3 separate regions of the Sus scrofa genome follow, and regions 1 and 2 are each linked to region 3. Evidence: chromatin contacts called from public Hi-C data. All regions are on one chromosome and are shown on one strand. Each heading gives the region's core, a stretch centred on a gene start, on an enhancer-like site or on the middle of the called end of the contact. The rest is flanking DNA. Distances are from core to core; before and after follow the strand shown. Region 1 has its middle 120 kb from the start of CEP57. Region 2 has its middle 240 kb from the start of CEP57. Region 3 holds the start of SESN3 (sestrin-3).

Region 1 (3,848 bases), core at 763-3,262, 410 kb before region 3:
GAAGTTTTAATACTTAAATAAGAAATATTCATTAATTCAATAAATATCTGAGTATTTGTCACATGCTAGGCAGCATGACAAGTGCCAAGGATACCATGATAAACTAAACAGCCTCTTCCTGCATGGAGCTGACAGCTCAGTGAGAAAAATGGAAATATCATAGTCCAGATATTGGGGCAGCTCCTTGAACTGGATATATCAAAGAACATTCTAGTGACTATTCAGTTCCTCCACTCAGAGCAATGTTATCCTAACATCGACAAATTCCTGTTCTCTGGCCCTCCTCTTTCTAGGCTCCACCTGCACCATCTTCTTTGGGTCTATACATTTCCTTCTAAAAATAAATTAAAATCATAGCCTTGATTAGGTTGGAGAGGAGGAAAAAGGTTTGTCTTTTTTCTTTTTTTCCCATGAATGCAAGCATTTGTTTTCCTGTCCCTGATCTTTTGCTTGCAGAACATAATATATTATAAAGAATTTTCTGGAGATAGCAGACTATCACCATTAAAACCTGACTTACTGGCTTAACCTTCAGAGAGAAGCCTCATTTCCAAGTTCTGGTGGGCATCTCAATGTCACCACAACTTCACTTCGAGGATACAATATGCCAATGACCACCAACTACCACATTGACTGTGCACTTACAATGTAGCCAGCACTGTCCTAGACATGCAGGGTATAAAGTCAAAAGGATATGGTTCTTGATCTCTAACAGCTTATGGCTGATGCATAAAGTGATAACTAGTCCAACCAGACGGCTTATGCCAAATCAGGGCTGTAGAGGGGAAGCACTACAGAGTTCCCTGGAGGAAAGATACGGGTTTCCAGGAATGAAGATAGGCTCCTGTTTCTTCTCATTTAACTCCTTAACATTATCAGCATCACAAGTTAAAAGGCCATCCAATCCCAACTATTTAGGCCAAGCCCACCTTTGTACCTTCATCTTCTGATCTTTGCCACTATATGATGAATTATTTCAATTTGAGCTAAATTTGATCACTATCCAAATTGGCTCTCAATGAAATAAAAAACTTTTTTTTTTTTTTTTTTTTTTTTTTAGTTGCGCCTGTGGCATGTGGAAGTTCCTAGGCCAGGGATCGAACCTACGCCACAGCAGTGACCTGAGCAGCTGCTGCAGTGACAACACCAGATCCTCAACCCGCTGCACTACAAGGGAACTTCAAAAATTGATTTTTGAATGCGCTGTACTAAACACAATATGAGAATACGGAAATGTAAGGCATGTCTTTTTCTGAGAAGTTATTGATCTGATTTGAGGCAGTGACAAAAATCCTGACATTGAGATGCAGAAGAATATAACATCTAGAGTTAAATACTACACTGTGCAATGCAGTTAAGGGAATGCTACCAATCCCGGTGTTAGCAGATTTTCATTTATCTGACAAAAGCAATTTCTTTCTAGCACCAGTGGAATGAAAGACTGTTCACAAGTCCAATGGGACTCTGAGCTGAGCGAGCCTGGGCAGAGAAAAGGTGGGCTTAGTCATTTTAGGTGATGGGTCCCCATGGCAACGGAAGAACAGGAAGCAGCTCTCTCAGGATGCAGACCATGCTGGGGAGGGGGTGCTGTCTTGCGGTTCAAACAATGCAGGCCTTTAGAGTAGGGGGCGGTGCCCCTCCCAGGCTCTGCCTTGTGAGTCCTTCATATCACATACTCAGGGCTCAGGTATGCTCGTCCCTCAGGCTGGCCAAGAAGGCAGGGGCTGAAACAAAGGGAAGTGAAAGTGAAATAAATGACCGCTTACTGAGCATCTACTGTGTTCTATGCACCGTGCAGGATAAATATTTAGAGTATCGCATCTTATTTTCAGAAAGTTTGATCTGTGTTATTATTCTCTTTCACAGGTGGGAAAATTGAACCCCATGGAGTCTGATGACTTGTCCCAGGTAGAATGCCCAACACTCACCGCTGAGATTCAAACACTTATCTGAGTCCTGGGCTTTGTCTGTGCTTTACTCATGTGGGACGCTGAGGCCACATGTGCCTCTCTGGCAGCAATTGCACAGGCCACGTCCTCTTGGCAAGGTCTTGCCTTCTGCAGTGCAGAAAAGAGAAGGAGGCAAAGCATGTTTCCTAAGGCTTCTTTATGGCCTGGCCCATGGTGTTTAGCTGTAGGGTTCTGCCAACAGAAAGTATCAGTGGAAAACGCATGAAACTGCAAAAAATCCTGTCACCTCTTGCCCCTTGCCAGAAACTCTTGAAGAATAATGACATGAAAAATATTTCCAGTTTAGAATTCTCCTCACTTTTTACCAGAACTCCGCCGAGAAGAAGTTTCCTGACCTTCTTACTTCTTCCTGACACAGGGTGGAGGTAGAGATGTGCAGTAAAATCAAACACAGAGGAATTAGGAGGCCTGGATTCTAGTCCTAGCTTGCTGATAATAGTTATATAATCTGGAGCAAGTAACTTTGGCTGCCATCACCTCACTGTCTAACGAGAGATTGTTCTATGAGAACCAGCACCAATATTCAGTGGTGTAAGAGCTGTGAGTTTAAATGACCTCATCCAATAGGAAGGCTGCCCAGGTAAAAGGGATTTGAGCACAGCTGAATGACTTGTACAAAAACACAAAAGAGGGGAAGGTAATAACGCCATTTCTTCCCTTTGTTCCTTTCCATGGAAATGCCTAAGAATTGTTTTTCTGATTTTATCTTATGCCTTGTGTGGTTTGAGACCAATGATCTAATTATTATTATTATTTTACTGACTAAACCCTTATTAATTGGCTTTGTCTTTTTCAAAAATTAAAATGTTGATTTACAGTGTTGTGCCAATTTCTGCTGTACAGCATAGTGACCCAGTCATGTGTGTGTGTGTGTGTGTGTGTGTGTGTGTGTGTGTATACATGTATATATACACATATACATATTCTTTTTCTCATACTGTCAATGGTATAGTTATTAAAGAATAAAGCTAAGGGATATGGTAAGAGGAGAGAGTGCATTTTTGGGAGATGGCAAGGAAACCTTTTACTCTGGATGTTTAATATAGATTTTTTATTATTTATTTTGTCTTTTTTACCTTTTTTTTTTTTAGGGCTGCACCTGCGGCACATGGAGGCTCCCAGGCCAGGGATCTAATGGAGCTATAGCCGTCGGCCTATGCCACAGCCACAGCAACACTAGATCCGAGCTGTGTCTGTGGCCTACACCACAACTCATGGCCATGCCAGATCCTTAACCCACTGAGCGGGCCAGGGATCAAACCCAAAACCTCATGGTTCCTAGTCGGATTCGTTTCTGCTGCGCCACAAGGGGAACTCCTTAATAGAGATTTTTTAAAATACAAGTAAGGTAGGAATTGAACGTTAAGGGGATATACATTTGTCACTGTAACATTTCTTTGGAAAAACTCCATCTTGATCATGGTAATTAGAGAAATGTAAGAGTAATTGCAAACATAGTACCGAAATGAAGATATCTAGCCCATCTTTGGCCCACATATCTTTTAGCCACAGAAGAGCTGCCTTTTTGTCATTTGTCTTTGTTACAGAAGTAGGTGTGAAAATGTTAACTTTAGAATCTGATCTGGTTATTTATCACTGATAGAACTTACTAGCCCGTTCTCCTCTTTCTTTTCACATTTACAATACAAGAATCCCTGTGTTAATAAATACTTTTATTTGCAAGTGACAATAACTCCAATAGTAAGTGAATGGTCTTCAGCAGAAAATTGGAATATAACAGTTCTCATAACCAAATTGTGTGGCGGCCATTGCCAAGCTCACTTTGAGGTGTCTTGAGCTAGAATTCAAATGCTTTCAGAATTTCCTTGATTTTTCTCTTGGCTTTTTCTTTTCTTTTCTTTTTTTCTGTACCCATGG
Region 2 (3,935 bases), core at 259-2,758, 300 kb before region 3:
GTGGGCTTCTTAATAAATGAATGTGCCTCTTTCATATTGAAAGAGAACTGTCTAACTCTGAGGCTAGGTGGTATAGCCTTTAATGACGAGGTCTCTCTTGAAGACTCAACAGCTCAAGGAGTCCTGTTAGTTTCCACCATGCCATGTGGCCACCTTGGTCTAAGCAGTTGCCGTTTAATTTACACATTCTAATTTCTTTGTCTTGCCATAATATATCACTGTTCCTGCTAGAATATCCCACCCACTGGCCAATGCTTGTTATCACTCAAGTCTGCCCAGTCATTGTAGCTAAAGAGGTAAAGAGAATTTGGAATCATACAGACCTCAGTTCAAGTCTGTTTTCAGCAAATGTTCGCTACCTGAATTTGGACAGTTACTTAGCCTCTATGAGCTTCAGTTTCTTCACCTATAAAAAGGGACTAATAATTAATACCTAACTCAAAGAATTGTTTGCATTCAATGAAATTTCAACAACAATGATAATGGCAATGTATCAAGCCTGTCCTTCAAGTTCACCATAATCTAACTTCCACTTACTTTTTCCAATCTTCTCTCTATTCTCCCTTCTCCATCGCCATATGAACTCGGTTGCAGCCACATAGATTCAGTGATCACACTTGAATGTGCTTTGCATAGCGCCATTGTTGTGGCTTTAGTTCTATAGTTCCTTTCACCTAGAATATCCTATGGTCCATCTTCAAGACCAACCTTGAGTCTTACCTCTCCTATGCATCCTTCTTTTGCAGGTCAGCTCCTTACTCTTTGATCTTCTGGAGAATTTCTGATTGAATACACTATAATCTTGTATTGGATTTTTGCTTTTGCTGTAAACTTGTGTCCCCATCTAAACCTCTTTGTATCCTCCCCTACCCAACGTCTTAAAACACAGATGATTCTCAATGAATATTTGCTGAATGCTTTATCTCCCTCTCAATCATTTGTTATTGGATAACACTGAAATTCTAAAAAGTAAATTTAAAAAGAGGATCTATCTCCCCAGCTCTGTAACTCCCACAAAAGTCTGTACAGCTTGAGTTCAGACCTGTCTTCTGCTTTTGAATTTGCAATTGGAAACATATGGTGATTTGGAAGCCAGCCATTTTTTTCTTTCATTTTTTCCCCCTCTCTCTAAAGAAACCTTTAAAACCTCACTAAATATGTCAAGGAACAGCAATTAAAATGTCAAAAAATAGTAATATTGCTTATTGCAAAACACACACACACACACCATTGCTGGTGTGTTTATAAAGTTCCAAGTTGAAAAAAACAAGTGCTAATTTTAGATTTTGGTTTTTTCCTTTAAGTCATAATAAGAAAAAACACAAACATCGACTGAAACCCCAATGCACAAAACCTCTTAGTCATACCCACCAGGCACTTTCAAAAACCAATTTTCAAGAGAAAGGATTCTAATTCTTAGTTCATTGAATCATGAATCCTGCTACCCTGATGAATAGAAGGAATTGAAAGCACCACTAATGGAATCTTGTGGTTTAGTCTTAGATGGGAAAGTAAAAAAATGGGAGCTATGTTTTGCATGTTGTTTTCTAACTCATTCTCCACCTCACTGACACCCTACAGTGCTGAAGACTCCATAGTTCATAACCCCAAAGAGAATGAGCCACTTCACTTCTCATCGGTAGCAATGCCAATTTTTGCATCCTGATAATCACCACAGCAATTGGTGTTGAATCATGTATTGATATTTTGACTTCACTTGGGAAATCACCAATCAGTACTGATGAGTCATTCTTAACAAAGCTCTGGCTTTCTAAACTTTCGGGTAAGAATAGGTCAGTTTTCAGTGCAGTGATGGAAGACAGAATAGGGGAGGGGAGGGTCAGTGTATCTTAATTGTCTCGCTTCCCACAGGCAGAATTCCTGACTCCTGGACCACTTAGATTCAGTGATCACACCTGAATGTCCCCAAAGCAGGGCTGCCTCCTCCAGATCATCTCAGGACACTGACATCTTCAGGCCCTTAGTGTTTGTTTCCTCTTTTCCCCGAATCCTTGTAAGTATTATCAAGTGTTTTGAAACCAAGGCAAACAAAACCTACAAAGCGATGTCTGTGTGTCATGTGATCATTGTCCTTTACATCTTTAATGGAACAAGATTTTTTTTTCTTTTTAGGTCCACACCTGTGGCACATGGAAGTTTCCAGGCTAGGGTCGAATCGAAGCTGCAGCTGCCAGCCTACCCCACAGCCACAGCAGCTTGCAGCAATGCCAGATCCTTAAGCCACTGAGTGAGGCCAGGGATTGAACCCGCATCCTCATGGATACTAGTCAGGTTCTTAACCTGCTGAACTACAACAGGAACTTTTTTTTTTTTTAAACTGTAATCACTGGGACTTCAGTGATGGGAGATCTCCATCACTAGACAAACCATTATTCAAAACCCAGTCCAAATATCAGATTCTTTGTGAGACCTTCCTTGACCACCTGAGTCCCCTGAGCCTTCTCTCCTCTCAACCCTTAGAAAACTTGATGATCCTTCATTTGTTATTTACTATGAACTTCATTACTTTTCATGCGGGCAGACCTCCCCAAATAAAGTGCCAATGTCTTGTCTTATTTTAGTGTGGTGTTTAAGGGAACCCTGGAGCCAGACAACCTGGGCTCCGTTGTGGCTCCACCACTTCCTGGGCATGGCATTGAGCTAGTTACATAACCTTCTGGGCCTCACTTTCTTTATCTATGAAATGAGGATAAGAGTATCTACCTTATATAAATATAATGAATATTAAAGGAATGAATGAATGATTGAATAGGACATGCTTGGAACAGGCCTGGGAAATAGTAAACACTAAATCATGTTATACATGAACTTTTTCAGTACTTCTTACAGAAGTCTATAACATAATTGATTTAATCATATAACAAATACATATTGTGTACCTACAATTTCAGGGACTATTTAGGTGCTAGTAATGCAGGGACGAACAAGATTGATAAAGTTATCCCTCTTGGAATTTACTATCTTGACAGACAGACAGATGATAAATAAGCAAATAATATAACAAAGTGAAATATAACAATTTCGTATTTAAGGTAATGATGTGGGTTTTGAAAAGGAATAATAAGGGTAGCAGATAACATGTGGTGGGGAGTGTTGTGGACTGGTGGGTAGGGGCTTATTTTAAATGCTCAATAAGTACTCATTTGCCTGATCTGGAGAAGAGATTCACTGATCATTCATTGGAAAGTTTGAAGCTGTGCATGGTGAGTGGATTTCTGAAAGTCAGATTGGAAAGACCACTGGAAAGAATAAAGCCAAGTGGTAAAAATTGGCCAACTCTGTCCTGATGACACATCTCTTGACACATCTCTTGAGTATTTTATCTACCCTTTCTCTTTAATTCCTTTTCTCAGGGCATGTTCACTTCTCAGAATTGTGCAATGAAATTTAATCAGTGGTTCAATTTCCAGAACTTTCCTTTCATTCCCCCATCAAAATCTACCAGGCTTAAATCCCCTTCCCTGAGGCCTCCTGTTCTCTTATGTTTCAACATTAGAACAGATATATCTCCCCAAATACTCCAGAAATGTTTTCTAGTGGTGCTTCAGTGTAAAGAAGGAAAAAGGCCTGTTGTTCTCAGGCTATCTTCCTATTTTAATGATACTTTTCTGAAAATATGATCTCAAATCAAGCAATTTGTCTAATAATAGGAATTTTATGGCAGCAAGACTAGGGGAAGATATCTTAGGGGCAGGTAAGATCTTGAGATGCCTATAAAATCTTGAGATGTAAGCTGCAGCTTATCCTAGGGAGAGTATTTTTGTGCTTAATTATGATTCTAAAATCATGTAAATCTGGGTACAAGTCTTGGCTCTGCCAATTCTTGCTATGTGATCATCAGAAATTAACTTTTCCTCAACTTTCTTGTCTGTAAAATGGGGAGACTAACACTGCTTTGCATCTTGGGTTTTTAA
Region 3 (4,088 bases), core at 489-2,988:
TTAATCTGTTTAAACCTGACACTGGCAGATTTCCATTTCCTTTGTTCCTTGTGTAGACTAGGTTTATGCCTGTTGGTCTCTAAAAGGAACAGAGAGGAGGCAGCTGTCGAAAAAATGAGGAGATTGGCAGTTTTAACCACACAATTTGCTCTAATAGCTTTGATATGCTAAACTTGCTAGCTCCTCCAAGTGTACCTTTCTGATTTTGCATCACAACACCACACTGAATCCCTAAGAAAACCGGGGTCGTTTTTTTAAATTGAAAAGGAGAGGAAGAAAAGAAGCCATTCTTTTAAATCATCTTCACAGATTCCTTCTGCCAACTGCAGGCCTTCACAAATCCTCGCACACTGGAGACCTTTAAAAAAGGAGAAGCCGAGAATACTGATCGAGTTCTAAAGAACGAAAACAGGTGATGTCAGAACGCACAGTCCTCTGTGGTCCCAGCCAAGGCCGGGTGGGGAGCTGGGGCTCCAGTGAGCACGGAGCTCCGCGCCAGTGCGCAAAGCAAGTTATCTCCGGGGACGGGAGGACACCGGTGAGGACCGGGCACCAATCAGGTTCTCTCTCGGCGCCTGCCTTTGTTCTCACTGGGGAGCAGGTTTCGGGGTGTCTGGCTTAGGGAACCCGCTTTCGATCGGCATGCGAGTCGCTACCCCCTCGGGAGACCTAGCTCCCTACTCGCCTGTCCCCCACACCCTGCCAGCCTGAGCTTTCCCCAATTGCATCTGCCTTCTCTCCCTTGAGCGTGAACGCCAAAATCCTGAATCCATTTTTAGCTTTGGGAGAGGCCGGTCCAGCCCAACAGTTTTAAATGGCAATTTGTTCTCTGAACCTTCGTTCCCAGGCAGGGTTCTGTGCTCTGCGTTTGTCTAACCAGCTGCCCCTGAAGGACTATCTATCAGGTGAAGACAAACCTGTCTCTTTGGCCTTTTCGTGCTGGACAAATACAGGAATTCTGTTGCTGCGAGACTGCGGGAAAGGTCTTTAGATGTAGAAGGAAACCGTTAATTCACTGGTTTTGTGTCTTTCCCCTCCTCTAACTCGATTAATGGCGTAAATATACTTAAACATTTATCCCCCACCCGCTGCCGAAGCCTCAGGTAACTGGTCTTTTGCAAAACAAGGATCACGATAAATGATGCATAAAGTTCTTTGAGATCCTTGGATGCAAAGTGCTACGTGACTGCAGTCTTCCTTACAGCTAAGCTAAGATTTTGGCCGAGAGAAAGCCTAACCACAGCCCTGACGGTATGAACGTTTTAGCTCCCCCCACCCCCAGCCTCTTTCTCAAGAAATCAGGAAATATTTAGCTCTATCTTAGAACCACTAGCGAGCTTTAGCTCCCAGCTCTTCATCTCATTCCCTCACCATTTCTGCAGGGGCTGTGGTTTGCCTTAGGAAAGGGGCTGGTCTTCCAGTGATTATTTGCATATGGCACACCCTCTTCCTCCTATTGGAGAAGCCTCACAAACTGTATTCCCTCCCACCCCACTACCTAACTAACCCGCCATCTCCCTTCAGTTCAGAGCCTCGGAGACAAACTTAACTTGCCCGGAGATTCGAGGCGTCCTCGCCCTACGTGATTGGCCGGAGCAGCTCCCAGCCGTGCTCTAGTTTCTTATTGGCTGGGGGCTGGCGCCCGGGGGGCGTGGCCGGAGCTGTCCGATTGGCGGGAGGGGGCGGTACCGGAGCGTGGAGGTGGTGAAGGTGGTGGTGAGGCGGGGGCGGGGCCGCACTGAAGCGCTGCGGCGGCGGTGGCGGCGGCGGCGGCAGCGGCAACGGTGGCGGCTGCTCGTCCTAGCCTGGCGGGGGCGGGGGTCTGGAGGATGAGGGCGGGTGGAACAACGGGCCGGTGAGGAGCAGCCGCCGCCGTCTCCGCCGTCGCTTAGGCATCCGCCACTGTGATCGCTTCGGACAGCCACTCGCTCTCGGGCCGTCGCCTCCCATCCCGACATCCCGCCCGGAGGAGGCTGAGGTTGAAACGCGGCCGGTGGCAAGGGAACTGTCCGGCCCTGGAACGGCGCGGGCGGCCGCAGTGACAGCCCAGCCCCGGCCCGCCGTCCGCCCTCGGTGCTTGCAGCCAAGATGAACCGGGGCAGCAGCAGCCCGTCGGCCGCCGCCAACTACCTGCTCTGTACCAACTGCCGGAAAGTGCTGCGGAAGGTACGGGCTCGGCCTGGGGTCCGGCCGGAGAGGGGCGCTTCCTGCCGGCCGCGGCTTGGGCTGCACGGCCCCGGGGCGCACTCTTGGAGCGAGGCTCAAAGGGATCCCGGGGCACCTTCCCTACTCCGCGACCCCAAAAGGGAGCATGGGTTGGGAGTGGAGGGTTTAGCCTGCTGCTGCTTTTGATCTTCGTCGGGATAGACACTAGTCCCCTGGGGTTGGGATTGGGGGGTGGGGGTGCCTGTGCTTTTTTCCTCCGTTCACCTCCCTACCCTGCAACCCCCGGCCTGTTCTTCGGGCGGAGGGAGGGACGGACCTGTTCGATCCTCCTCTGGGTACTTTTGATGGAGATCGGTGTGAAATAAGAACTGCCTGGTCTGGTCCCGAGGAACCTGACTCCCTCCTAGCTATGCCTAACTCTTGCGGGTTTGTTTTTTTTTTGTTTGTTTGCTTGTTTATTCGGTTGCTTCTGCCTTCCTTGCGCGCTCTCCCCTAACACCCTCTTTTTACGTTCTTTTGACGGTCGTCTAGTGGCTACAGTTCGATCCTGAAAGGAGCTGGTAAAGCAGCTTGAACTTTTATACCCACGGGAAATGCTATTCGCCCTTACAGTTCCTCAAGCTGGGGTTGGGGGAGGAGGACTGGTTGGACATGAGTTAACCCTTTTTAGCATTTACACCCCCCACCTCCAGCCCCCTGGTGTTGCTCCAGAAAAATCAGACGCACAATCAGCTTATTTCTTCCCAGAGCGGCTGATAGAAAGTTTACTTCAGTATTGTTTAGCTTCCTTGGCTTAATCGCTCCGTTAAGGGGGGGGTGTGTGTGAAAAGATGTCGCTTTAGACGAGAAAAGCTTTTAATCAGAATTTAACAGCCGTCACTGGGTAATATTACAATCAGTTTATTCTTCTCCAGACTCAGATTTTACATTTCATTAAGTGGAAACACTAGTTGAGGTGCTTCTGTTTGTCCAGTACAAATGAATTAAAATTGCTGAGCTGTGCAAATGCATCGAGACTGAAAGACCGAGAATGAATACCGCACCGTTTTTAGTCAGTTTCTCTAAATACAGTTCAATTGGGATTGTTCTTTATATATTAAAAAAAGAAAGAAAGAAAGCATGTAAGTAAGCAAGCTCAAATATTTGCTCTCTTTGTCCAAAAACTGTTTTTCTTCCTCTGTGGGTCAGGCCAAGTGCCAATCAAAGTTGTTTTTCAAGCCTCTTTTCCCTGCAGTAGGGCTGCTGCTTCCCCCCCGCCTCCCCAATTTTATTTGAGAGCATGAAGAAAGCAAAGAGATTGCAGATTTGAAGTTAATCAAACAGTTAAATATGCCTTAAATTGTGTTTATCGGATATGTTTTTCTTGAAACCGATTTTTATTAAATGTGCATGTTGAGTATGTGCAGTTATTTTTTTCCATAAACTCTGGGATCAAATTACAGTTGATACTTGCTCAGCTCATTGTAGGGCAGCTTGTGAGAAATGTAATGGATCAGAAGTGCAGAGCAGCCCAGTCCAATGTTAACTCTTTCAGTTCAGGGCCAGATGCCATCTGAAGTGAGCTTTTAAAAAAATGATGGTGATGATGATTTTCTAACTTCCAGAGGGATAAATTATGTCTTTAACATGAAAAAAAAGTGTTGAGACAAGTTTGATTAAACTCAAGCCCAGTTTTAAAAAACAGCTACTTTTTTTTTTTTTTTTTTTTTTTACCTGAAAAGGGAAAAGAAGAGTCGTATTGACTTGGACTTTTTTTTTTTTTTTTTTTTTTTTTTTTTTAGTGGCTCTGGCAATTTGTTAGATTAATAGAATGTTGGGAGGTTGTATTAAGGCTTCAAAATCTATTTTTCTTTTGAGAGAGCCTTGGTTATAGACCCAAGACACTTTGCTAGCATTGAAGACATCTTTATCTTTCTTTAGCT

What was found. Hi-C and Micro-C count contacts between places; a contact is called where the count stands out from the background.
Region 1: a Hi-C map of subcutaneous adipose tissue shows a contact between it and region 3, with 1.5 times the contacts expected there. The contact joins the enhancer-like site here to the promoter of SESN3 in region 3. A contact is called at or near these places in 2 of 5 promoter capture datasets (fetal skeletal muscle and liver), 2 of 47 Hi-C or Micro-C datasets (embryonic fibroblasts and subcutaneous adipose tissue) and 1 of 2 datasets of contacts at active chromatin or transcription factors (skeletal muscle).
Region 2: a Hi-C map of embryonic fibroblasts shows a contact between it and region 3, with 1.7 times the contacts expected there. The contact joins the enhancer-like site here to the promoter of SESN3 in region 3. A contact is called at or near these places in 2 of 5 promoter capture datasets (fetal skeletal muscle and liver) and 1 of 47 Hi-C or Micro-C datasets (embryonic fibroblasts).

The regions. Positions count from the first base shown.
Region 1 is chr9:27,691,070-27,694,917 of Sscrofa11.1, reverse strand. No RefSeq gene overlaps it. Among named protein-coding and RNA genes, the nearest start is that of CEP57, 120 kb to the left of the region's middle. Within about 2 kb of position 2,012, at least 4 of the 83 cell types and tissues checked have an H3K27ac peak or open chromatin away from gene starts, as enhancers often do. A contact at or near this core is called in subcutaneous adipose tissue, where this site is marked.
Region 2 is chr9:27,573,159-27,577,093 of Sscrofa11.1, reverse strand. No RefSeq gene overlaps it. Among named protein-coding and RNA genes, the nearest start is that of CEP57, 240 kb to the left of the region's middle. Within about 2 kb of position 1,508, at least 5 of the 83 cell types and tissues checked have an H3K27ac peak or open chromatin away from gene starts, as enhancers often do. A contact at or near this core is called in embryonic fibroblasts, where this site is marked.
Region 3 is chr9:27,276,855-27,280,942 of Sscrofa11.1, reverse strand. SESN3 (sestrin-3) reads left to right here and starts at 1,738. Exons shown (of 10, transcript XM_003129758.5): 1 at 1,738-2,166. The coding sequence starts at 2,089.